2 separate regions of the Mus musculus genome follow, and region 2 is linked to region 1. A link is a contact called in public HiChIP or PLAC-seq data. All regions are on one chromosome and are shown on one strand. Each heading gives the region's core, a stretch centred on a gene start, on an enhancer-like site or on the middle of the called end of the contact. The rest is flanking DNA. Distances are from core to core; before and after follow the strand shown. Region 1 overlaps Gm30990 (basic salivary proline-rich protein 2-like). Region 2 holds the start of Pdcd4 (programmed cell death 4).

Region 1 (4,471 bases), core at 850-3,349:
CTGGGCTTGAGGGCAAACCAAGGGGTCCCTGCGGTACTCTCTGAGCCTCACCTTCTCAGACGCATGGGGAATCACATCTCACCTCAGGGAGTCCTTACTGTCCAGTAGGCAGCAGGTCATCCTTTTTGCCAGGACCCCAGGAGCAATTGCTGGAGAACGTTTTTTCCCCCCAGAATTCAGATATGCACGCTCTTCACACAGGTTCTCTGATGTCTGGCATGGCCAGACACAAGAGCCACATGAAAGGACGATGGCAGCCTCTTCCACATCTGGTGGACATTGGTCCCAGAAGTTCGGCCAATCAACAGGAGACATTTCAAGAATTTGAGAACAGAACAAGGAAGTTCTCTGACTCTAGGTAAAGGGGTGATTCTCAGGTGGATGGGAGGTGTGAGTCTCTGGACACAGGGATGTCAGGTTGACAATAAGACTTCCTTAACACAGAGGAAAATGCATCCTAACAACATCTCCAGAGAGTGTCCAAGGAATACAACAACCTCCCCCTCACGGAGATTCCAACAAGAGAGAGCGGCTAGACCACACTTCCTCCTTTGAAGCTCACAGTCACAGGTCAGTCACCTGTTGCAGATCACACCCTTGTAGCCTCTAACCTTCTTCGGTTATCATGTAACAGTTCTCAGTTGGTTTAATCTGGTCTCATCTGACTTTTATTGTGCCTCTTGTCAACTTGTAGGAAAGGGGTTAGCAGGCAAACAGTTTCACCGCAGAAGAGGAGGCAAACGGCTCAAGTGCCGGCTGCTGCTCTGAGGCCAGGGAAACCACCTTTTGGTTTGAAGTCCCTAAAGCTAAGAGAGCAGAAAGCAAGTGCTTTTCTTTCCAGCCTAGCCTGCTTGGAGCAGGAGGAAGCTGAATAGCCCCAGGGACTCCCTTCATCTAGTCCCCCTTGTCCCCACAAGACACAGGCCCCAGGTAAGATCTTCAGAGTGGAGAACAGAAAGAAATTGGTTTTCCCCTCCCTCCTCCTTCCTTTTCTTCTTCTTTCTCCTCTGTGTGGGGTCTTTCCTTGATCTTTCTAGGAAGGGGGGGTATGGAGCCATTGCTGTCTAGAGTTCAGTAATGAGAAGACTTGCACAACAGCTGAGCTGAGCAGTGCCGTGCTTGGTTCACCCAGAGCCCCTGGCCTCTGGGAACAAAAGTTAGGTTTGAGGTGGGCAGAGGAGAAAGAGGCCAAGAGCACGCATGGTTTGAAGCCCAGTGTGATAGCATATGCCTATAGTGTCAGTACTCACTCACCAGACTCGGGCAGAAGGATCCTAAGTTCAAAACCAGCCTGGAATACGTAGTAAAAACTTACCTTGAAAGGAAAGGAAGGTAGGTGCACTGATAAGGGAGGGAGGGAGGAAGGAAGGAAGGAAGGAAAAGGGGAAAAAAGACATGAAATAAATGTTTGCTTAGGGTTTAGCTCCCCTGCCCACAGCTTGTCCAGCCCTTTTCAAATGACTTTGTCTCTCAGGGCCTCATTTTCCCTATTGAGGAAAATATCAGTACCCATGTTCCAGCACTGTGACAAAGCCAAGTGGACTTGGTCTCTGCAGAGTACACACAGGTGGCCTGCAGAGGGCCTCAAGAATCAGCAGGGCTAATGCTGGGTCCATTGGTTCCTGCAAAGCAAGAAAGAATGGACTCAGGAGCCTCAGGGCTCCTGCTGACACGACATGGCCTTGGCCATGCTCAAGTCCCCCTTCCTGCAGTCTCCCCAGAGGGACCATCTCCAGGGGCTACGGAGTGGACACTCACACCCACTAACAGAAAGAAAACCCAGAGAAGAAAGAGTTCAGAGGGGATGGGAAGGGATAATGGGAACTAGCTATAATAATCAAAATACATAATATGCATGTTTAAAATTTTAAGTTTATAAAGAGTCTGAAGACAATGCCCAGTAACTCTGAGTCCCATTAGACAAATCCTGCCTCCAGAATTACTCTCCTGACCTCCACCACACCAGCTCACACCAGCTCCATCTACCAGAGCCAGGCTTGTCCCTGTCTCACTTTCTAGACCACAGCCCTCTGTACTCCTCTGAATGGTCTCCATTCAGTCTCTCCTGCATGTGTACCTAGTATAATAAAAGTCCCTTCTATTCTAGGAACTGGTGGGGAAGTCCCTAGTTGTCATAGAAGGTAGCTTCCACCATCTGAATTCCCTGGAGGCTTGCTAATATACAAATGCCCAGGCTTCACCTTGGCTGATTGAATCTGTCATTCTGGCAAGCTATTCAGATTTAGACCAAGGATCTGTCTTCACTGAGTTGCTGACTGTCAATGTCCAGAAAGAGGCAGCCTTGAAAAATTCCCTGGATAATTTAATAGCACCCTGTGTGGCCCAGTAGTACTATTCATACTGAACTCTAAGAAACTGAGTCGCTGAAGGCAAGTCACTTCCTCTTTCTGTACCTGCCCCTGTCTTTTCTATCTCCCCTGCAAAACGAAAGAGCACACTGGGCACAGGAACATGAGGTTGGAGAAGACTGAGGTAGGGACTGAGCTCAGGAACTCCAAGCCAGGCTGGGAAACACAGCAAGAACCTGACTCAAAAGTCCAGTCGATAAACAAAGTAGGAAGGAAGGATCAAGACTTGGGGGTTTTTTGAGGCCATCCTACTCTTAAATGCTTGGGGCTCTGAGAGCATCATGGTAGAAAAAGAAATTGAGAGCTCTTAGAGGTATGCCTAGACATTCCACCACGGCCCATGTAGACAGCTGACAGTCAGCTGTTGATGCTCTAAGGGCACAGAGCAGAGACCAACAACATCAGCATTGTGAGTCTCCTCCTCCCACCTCTGGTGTTGAGGACCAAACCCAGGGCCCTGCACTTGTTAGGCAAGCACTCTGCCACTGACCTAAATCCCCAATTCCCTGACTAATGCACTGTAAAGAGCAACCCCAGTCTGTACATCATGGAAGCCAGTCAGGAAAGGTATGGGTACAATGTGGGATCTGAATGTAAGGGGATTGGCCTGGAACCAGTCTTTAGGGACATCAGAGAGCAGGTGAGACTGCATAAGCATGGGGAAGTTCAGGGTAGGTCTATATCAGAGTGTCTACACTGCATAGCCCTGGGACCTGGGCAAATGGGCTATGTTCTCCAGAGGTGTGCACAGCCAGCAATACTTCGGGATTGAACACCTGACACTGGAGTACCTCAGGCATCCTGAGCCCTGACCAAAGGCAGAAATGCATAGAAGGAATTCTGGTCCACTCTTGACTTTGGTAAGTTAGAACACAGACAGTAGCTACAAGGAAGGATGTTTTCCAGCCCTGTTGGGGATTAGAGGCCTGGGCCCCACCCCTGGCTGGCCATAATGAGACTGGGGTGGGGATGGGGGTGGGGCCATAACAGCCCCAACAGGAACATTTGTTAGATCTGTAATCTGCTACAGTAATTGCAGGTGGCCCCACTCTGCCCTCTGCATCCAGGCTGCCCATCCCATCCTGACTGACTTAAAGAGTACTGCTAACAAAAAAGAAGGGCATAGAGAAGGTTCTAGGCCATTGGAAGCTCTAGCCAAGAGGCCCAGGAGATTCGCATAGCTTCACTTGAACAAGCTGGTGAACAGTGGAAGGTTGTGACATAAAGCAAAGATTGGTTGCCTGCAGCACACCAGATGTTCTTCCCAGCAAACTCCCCCTACCCTGGAGGTCATCCATAGCATCACTTCCTTCTGAGCTCAAGGAAATGGACCCAGCCAAGGAGCTGACAGAGGTGACTACAGCAAAGGTAGGCCTCTGCTAGGGACAGTGTCCACAGTCGCACTGACCACCAGATCTTTGTTGTCCACCATCAAAGATGGCCTGACCCTGCTTCAAGACAGATGGTTCAGCCACTAGAAGATTGGGGAACACTGGGTGATAACACTATAGGTTTGTGAAAAGCTCCAGGCTTCCAGAAGGATCATCGTAGACCCGTTAGGCCACGGAAAGCCTGATTCTTTCTGGCTTCCTAGCCAGAGACCTAAGTGGAGGCTGGTTTGTAGTCTCTGCTCAAACCGTTGGAAGATCTGAAGGCGTTGGAGATGGTGGTGTTGGCAGTAAAGTTGGTTGCCACGCCAACCAGAGGATGCAAGTTTGGATCTCTGTACTTACATAAGAGCCTATCACCTTAGCACTCAGGGTGGGGGTGGGGGTGGGGGATTCTTGAGCTTCACTGGCCAACAAGCTCAGCCAAATTGACAAGCTCTAGTAAGAGACCTTTCATACACACTCACACACCTCCAAGAGCTCTCAATTTCTTTTTCTACCATGATGCTCTCAGAGCCCCACACGTTTAAGAGTAGGGTAGCCTCAAAAAAAACCCCAAGTCTTGATCCTTCCTCCTACTTTGCTTATTGACTGGATTTTTAAGCTGGCAAGGTGGTTCAGTGGATAAGGATGCTTGCTGCCATGAACTGAGTGCACTCCTCGGGACTTACATGGCAGGAAGGGAATTAACTCCCACAAGTTATACTCTGACCT
Region 2 (4,471 bases), core at 1,025-3,524, 33 kb before region 1:
GCCATGTCCTGCTTTCCTTCAGTGTGTGCATGAATTACATGCTAGAGAAAGTCTGTCAGCTCTGATGTGATTTGAATTTAACACTGTGAAGTGTGATTTTCATTCTAGATGCAAGTATAGTCTCTGAGGAAATATTTTCTGCAGCATCTGTCTAATAATGGGGGAAATATAAGTAGTGCTTATCAAGCCCTTTGACATTCACAGTGAACTAATTGTGTAAGCATTATTTCATGAGCTTCACGTATTCCCTTTGCACACAACTCAAGAGGTTTAGAAGGAAAGGATGTTCTCTGCAAGGTTGTTCACACTGGGTGAACGACCACGAGAACCCAGACGCTGTACATTCAGTACATGAGCTTAGAGTGCCTTACAAGGAAGTCCTTCTTAGGGTTAACAAAAAGCAGCTTTTAACAACGTGGACTTGTACACCAACTGTTAAAACTGCTTTCCAATCACTAAAGATATGATACTGAAAACAGCTATCAGGAAATAACTATCACATGATATGATGTTTTATTAATTATAACAACCAAAAAATAGTTCTATCTCCAGACCATAACAACTGGATCAAGCAGTCAAGACGCAGACACACCCATAGCTTCACAGCTGTTCTAAAGGACAGTATGTGACACTCTCTTCAGTGGGCTTTTTTTTTTCTTTTAATTTAACGATCCTTAAAATACTTACCTCAACCTTAGGCAAAACAACAGCAACAACAACAACAAAAAAATCTAAATTCCATTTGCTCCACACTAATCTATACAAAATCATTTCCCATGGGGTAAGGGGAAGCTATGTATACAGCTAAAAACGATTAAGCTGAAATTAACTGTTATCCAGTGCATTTCCTAAATGCCCGATAAATTACTTTGACATTTTGGAAGTCAAGTTTAGACCACATGTTAACTAGAAAATGACCTTAATTCTTCCCTGGGATGCAGTCACATTAATTAGCAACTTGCATTCTGCTAAGAGCACTCTACAACAATAACGCAAAAGCAACCACTACTGAGAGCAACCATGTACATTTATTTTTGCAGCCGTAACAAGTATTTTATTTTCCTCTACTCTTACCACGAGATAGATATAGATATATAGATAGATATCGCACGCATATTATGGATATAAATACGAGCACGAATATATATGCTAGGGCCTTCCCCTAAAATTTCAAACTCTTAAATCAAGAGTATTACAGCTGTGAAGCTATCAAAATGTCTTAAACGCAGCTCGTAGGCCTCACACCCACCCCTCACCCAGGCCCGGAGCCGCATTTTGAATCATTCATAGCAGGTAGTCGACTACAGAGGCTGGTTTACAGAGCCAGTTCCCAAGGAGGGGCTCGGGGAAGATAGGCGAGACCTACATCTGCAGTTCTGAGGCTGTTCAGGGAAAGCAAAAACAAAAAACCAAAACCAAAAACCAAAAAGCACGCCCTCTACGTACATTACAGTAGCGGACAGCCACGGGCAGCAGACACAGCATGCGTTCACAGAGAGGGGGCTCCCTTCTCGGCTTTGTTTTCTCTAGGTTGTATTGTACTTTTTTTAAGGGACCCTGTACAGGAGACTGCAAGGAGGAGTTGGCACAGGGCCGGGAGGGCAGCTGTCCCCGCCCCGTGCCCGCACCGACCGACGCCTGTCCCGCAGGACCCCAACCCTCCGGCAGCGGGCAGGGCCGGCCGAGGCGGACCAGGCCTCGGTTCGGGGCACCGACCCCTCACCGGATCTCCGTCCGGACGACACCCCTCTCCTACCGTCCCGTCCCCCGCGTCCAACTGCGTCGGACCGGGCGCCCGGAGGCTCCTCTCACCGCGAGCGCACGCAGCCACGCACGCCCGGCCGCCGGGGATGGGGCTGCGGAGGAGGGGGCGGGCCCGTGCTGCAGCTCCCCGGCCCGACCGACCCGGCCTCGGAGAGCGAGCACCGGCAGCTCCCCGCAGCCCCGGGCGTTGGGCGAGCGCCGGTGGCCGGAGGGCTCCAGGGCCAGCGTGGACAGGGACCGAGCGTCCCGACCCCCGCGGCGAGGCCTCCACGCCCCCTCCCCCTCCCAACGTGCGGCAGCCTCCGCCGACCCGGGCCTAAGGGACGAGGACGCCGCCCGCCCGAGCGTGCGAGCCGCGCCCACAGTACTGACCCCCTCGGGCCGCCGCCGCTCGCCCGGGTCTCCGGTCCGCCGGGCCCCGACCCCGTTCCTCAGCCTCCGCCGCCGCTGCCTCGGAGCGCCTCTGGCCCCGCTCGCTCTGTTTGTTTTTGTTTTGTTCTACCCAGTAACACGGGGGCGACGGCGTGGCGTCTATTGGCCGAGAGGAGGACGTCCCGCAGCCAATCGTGGCGGCCGAGCTGCAGCCGAGGCGGCGAGGCAGAGCTAGGGGAAGTGAGACGTGGAAATAGGGGCGGGGCTCAGGGGGGCGGGGCGCCGTCGGCGCATGCGCGCTGGGCTTGGGACCCGCTCGGCCACCAGCCAGAGTGGGGGTTAAGTGCAGAGGGCCGGGTTGTGAAAGCGGGCGGAGGGCTGTGCCGGGCTGGGGGCTGGGGGCTGGGGCGCGGCTCGTGGACCAGACCGGCCAGTCCTCTCTACAGGGCGTCTCAGCCCAATTCTAGGGCGGTTGTGGATTTCCTGAGGTCCCCACTATTTCTGGGCGTCTGGGAGAATCTGCAACCACTACTTAACTTCTGCCCGCTGGTCCTTGCTCTCGCGTGGCTCCTGCCGTGTGTCCACGTGCTCAGGAAGTTTCTCGCAGGAAAAGCCTAACCCCTTTGAGATAAAAATCGCTCCCTTTTCCCAGATAAAGAGATACAAAAACTGAAGTCCCTTTGCTAACCAGCCAGGCCACTATGGTGCTTGCATTCTTTCCAAAGCTGGGTTTCTCAACCATGGCTATGGTTTGTGTATTGAATCAGCCCTCTCTAGCTGTCTTCTGTGACGTTTCCTTCTGGCTGCCATCTCTAGCCTTCATTTTGTCTCGGATGTTATCGCCTGAGATAATGTGCAGCACCGTATGTTCTTCCTGTGCACCTGGAAAGTGACTGACCTGCTTTCTCTGGCCATGTTTACCTTTAGTCTGAATGGCAATACCAGAATGTTTCCCTTGGTCTTTTCAGAACTGAACTGCTCGATAGCAACCACCATCCCCTAACGTGGGCCTTTCTACCCCGGCTCTTACTGCCTGGTGTTATCTAATGTTCTTCACACACACACACACACACACACACACACACACACACACACCTTCACAAGCTCCCCACTGCCTCCCTGGAGTGCCTGCTTCTCAGCAGACACCCTAGAGCCCACAGTGCGACTTATAGGCTTCAAGGCTATGTCTGCACACCCTAACCCCTGGATACCCGTCCTCCTGAACCCACTTGGACAGCTCACTGCTCCGCATCCTCCCTTGTGTCTTGCCAGGTCTTTTATCATATCATCTCGAAATGTCTCTCCTAGATGGCCTCTCTGCCTGGTACATCTTATCCAAGTCTCTCAGCCTCCCTCAGTCTTTATCAAGTCTCATGCCAGTATGATCCATTTTCTGAAACCTGATTCCGCGGAGCACCAGCCAGTCTGCAGGGACTGAGGACATTCTGCCCGGCATTGTTTCATCTGAGTCCCAGTCCTGGCTTGTCCCACAAGCCCCGTGTCTCACTCACCCTTAGTATGGTGAGCTTGAGAGGTGCTTTGTAGATATATTATACCCATGTAATAAGTACGCCTTGTGCGAGCTCACAGAGAATCCCAAAAGTCAGTAGTCATCACCGGCTCTTGCTCGGGACTTCCTCACATGGCCAGCATCTAAAGCGTCACTTGGCACATGCTACTACATCCAGGCTTTATAAGGCAACTATCCCAAAATCAGGAGATAAGAATAAACAACTCCCATTTTTAAAAGGGAATCTTGGACCTTTAAAAGAGTCTGTTTAGGAAATCTGCCCCCTGGGAAAATATTGTCTAATTGCTCCCTGGGGGGGAAAAAGGCCTAGTAGAGAATAAAACATTCAAATCCCTTCTGCTAACCATCTCCACCCTCACCCTGATACCTGAAATTCCCAAACACACCTTAGTATGTGGTTGACCAGTTTGGACAAAATAGGAATGATGTTCTTGTCCCAGCTGCTTAGTCTCTCTCTATAACAACCCCACTCTCTCCTCAAGACTTGTTTCTTTACCAGTAAAATTCAGAAGTACATGAATTTTTGTAGTACTTTAATAGGCATCCTGAAAAAAAAATGTAGGGGAGAAACTGTTTCATGGCCACGTCTTGGAAAGAACACCTTTCAACCAAGTTACATTTTCCTTTACTCCTAACTCTTTGGCAACTTTGGTGGCCAGCCTATGAAACTCAATGTCTCTCTATTTATTTAAACACAGAACTCTTTTTCTTCAAGATATCCTGGAATGTGTTGCAAGAAACCACTTTGGGACTATAGATGATGACAGACACTATCACCGACATTCCTTCCAGCCACACTGGATC

Evidence for each region. HiChIP or PLAC-seq counts read pairs in DNA pulled down with a chosen protein or histone mark.
Region 2: an H3K27ac HiChIP or PLAC-seq map of CD8 T cells shows a contact between it and region 1, with 11 times the contacts expected there. The contact joins the promoter of Pdcd4 here to the enhancer-like site in region 1. A contact is called at or near these places in 5 of 39 promoter capture datasets (HPC-7-derived erythroid cells, cranial neural crest, hippocampal neurons and 2 more), 1 of 15 datasets of contacts at CTCF or cohesin (CD8 T cells), 22 of 484 Hi-C or Micro-C datasets (B cells, CD4 T cells, CD8 T cells and 12 more), 10 of 115 datasets of contacts at active chromatin or transcription factors (the 230-238 cell line, CD8 T cells, bone marrow-derived macrophages and 5 more) and 3 of 9 other capture datasets (adipose tissue, liver and pancreatic islet).

What each region holds. Positions count from the first base shown.
Region 1 is chr19:53,867,884-53,872,354 of GRCm38.p6, reverse strand. It overlaps Gm30990 (basic salivary proline-rich protein 2-like), which reads left to right. Exons shown (of 8, transcript XM_030251154.1): 7 at 202-358; 8 at 445-570. Among named protein-coding and RNA genes, the nearest start is that of Gm41863, 9.8 kb to the right of the region's middle. Within about 2 kb of position 2,099, at least 66 of the 459 cell types and tissues checked have an H3K27ac peak or open chromatin away from gene starts, as enhancers often do. A contact at or near this core is called in the 230-238 cell line, B cells, CD8 T cells and 4 more, where this site is marked.
Region 2 is chr19:53,901,154-53,905,624 of GRCm38.p6, reverse strand. It overlaps Pdcd4 (programmed cell death 4), which reads right to left and starts at 2,274. Exons shown (of 12, transcript NM_001168491.1): 1 at 2,137-2,274. It overlaps Gm30990 (basic salivary proline-rich protein 2-like), which reads left to right and starts at 1,021. Exons shown (of 8, transcript XM_030251154.1): 1 at 1,021-1,042; 2 at 1,553-4,471. The coding sequence starts at 1,021. The coding sequence ends at 2,754.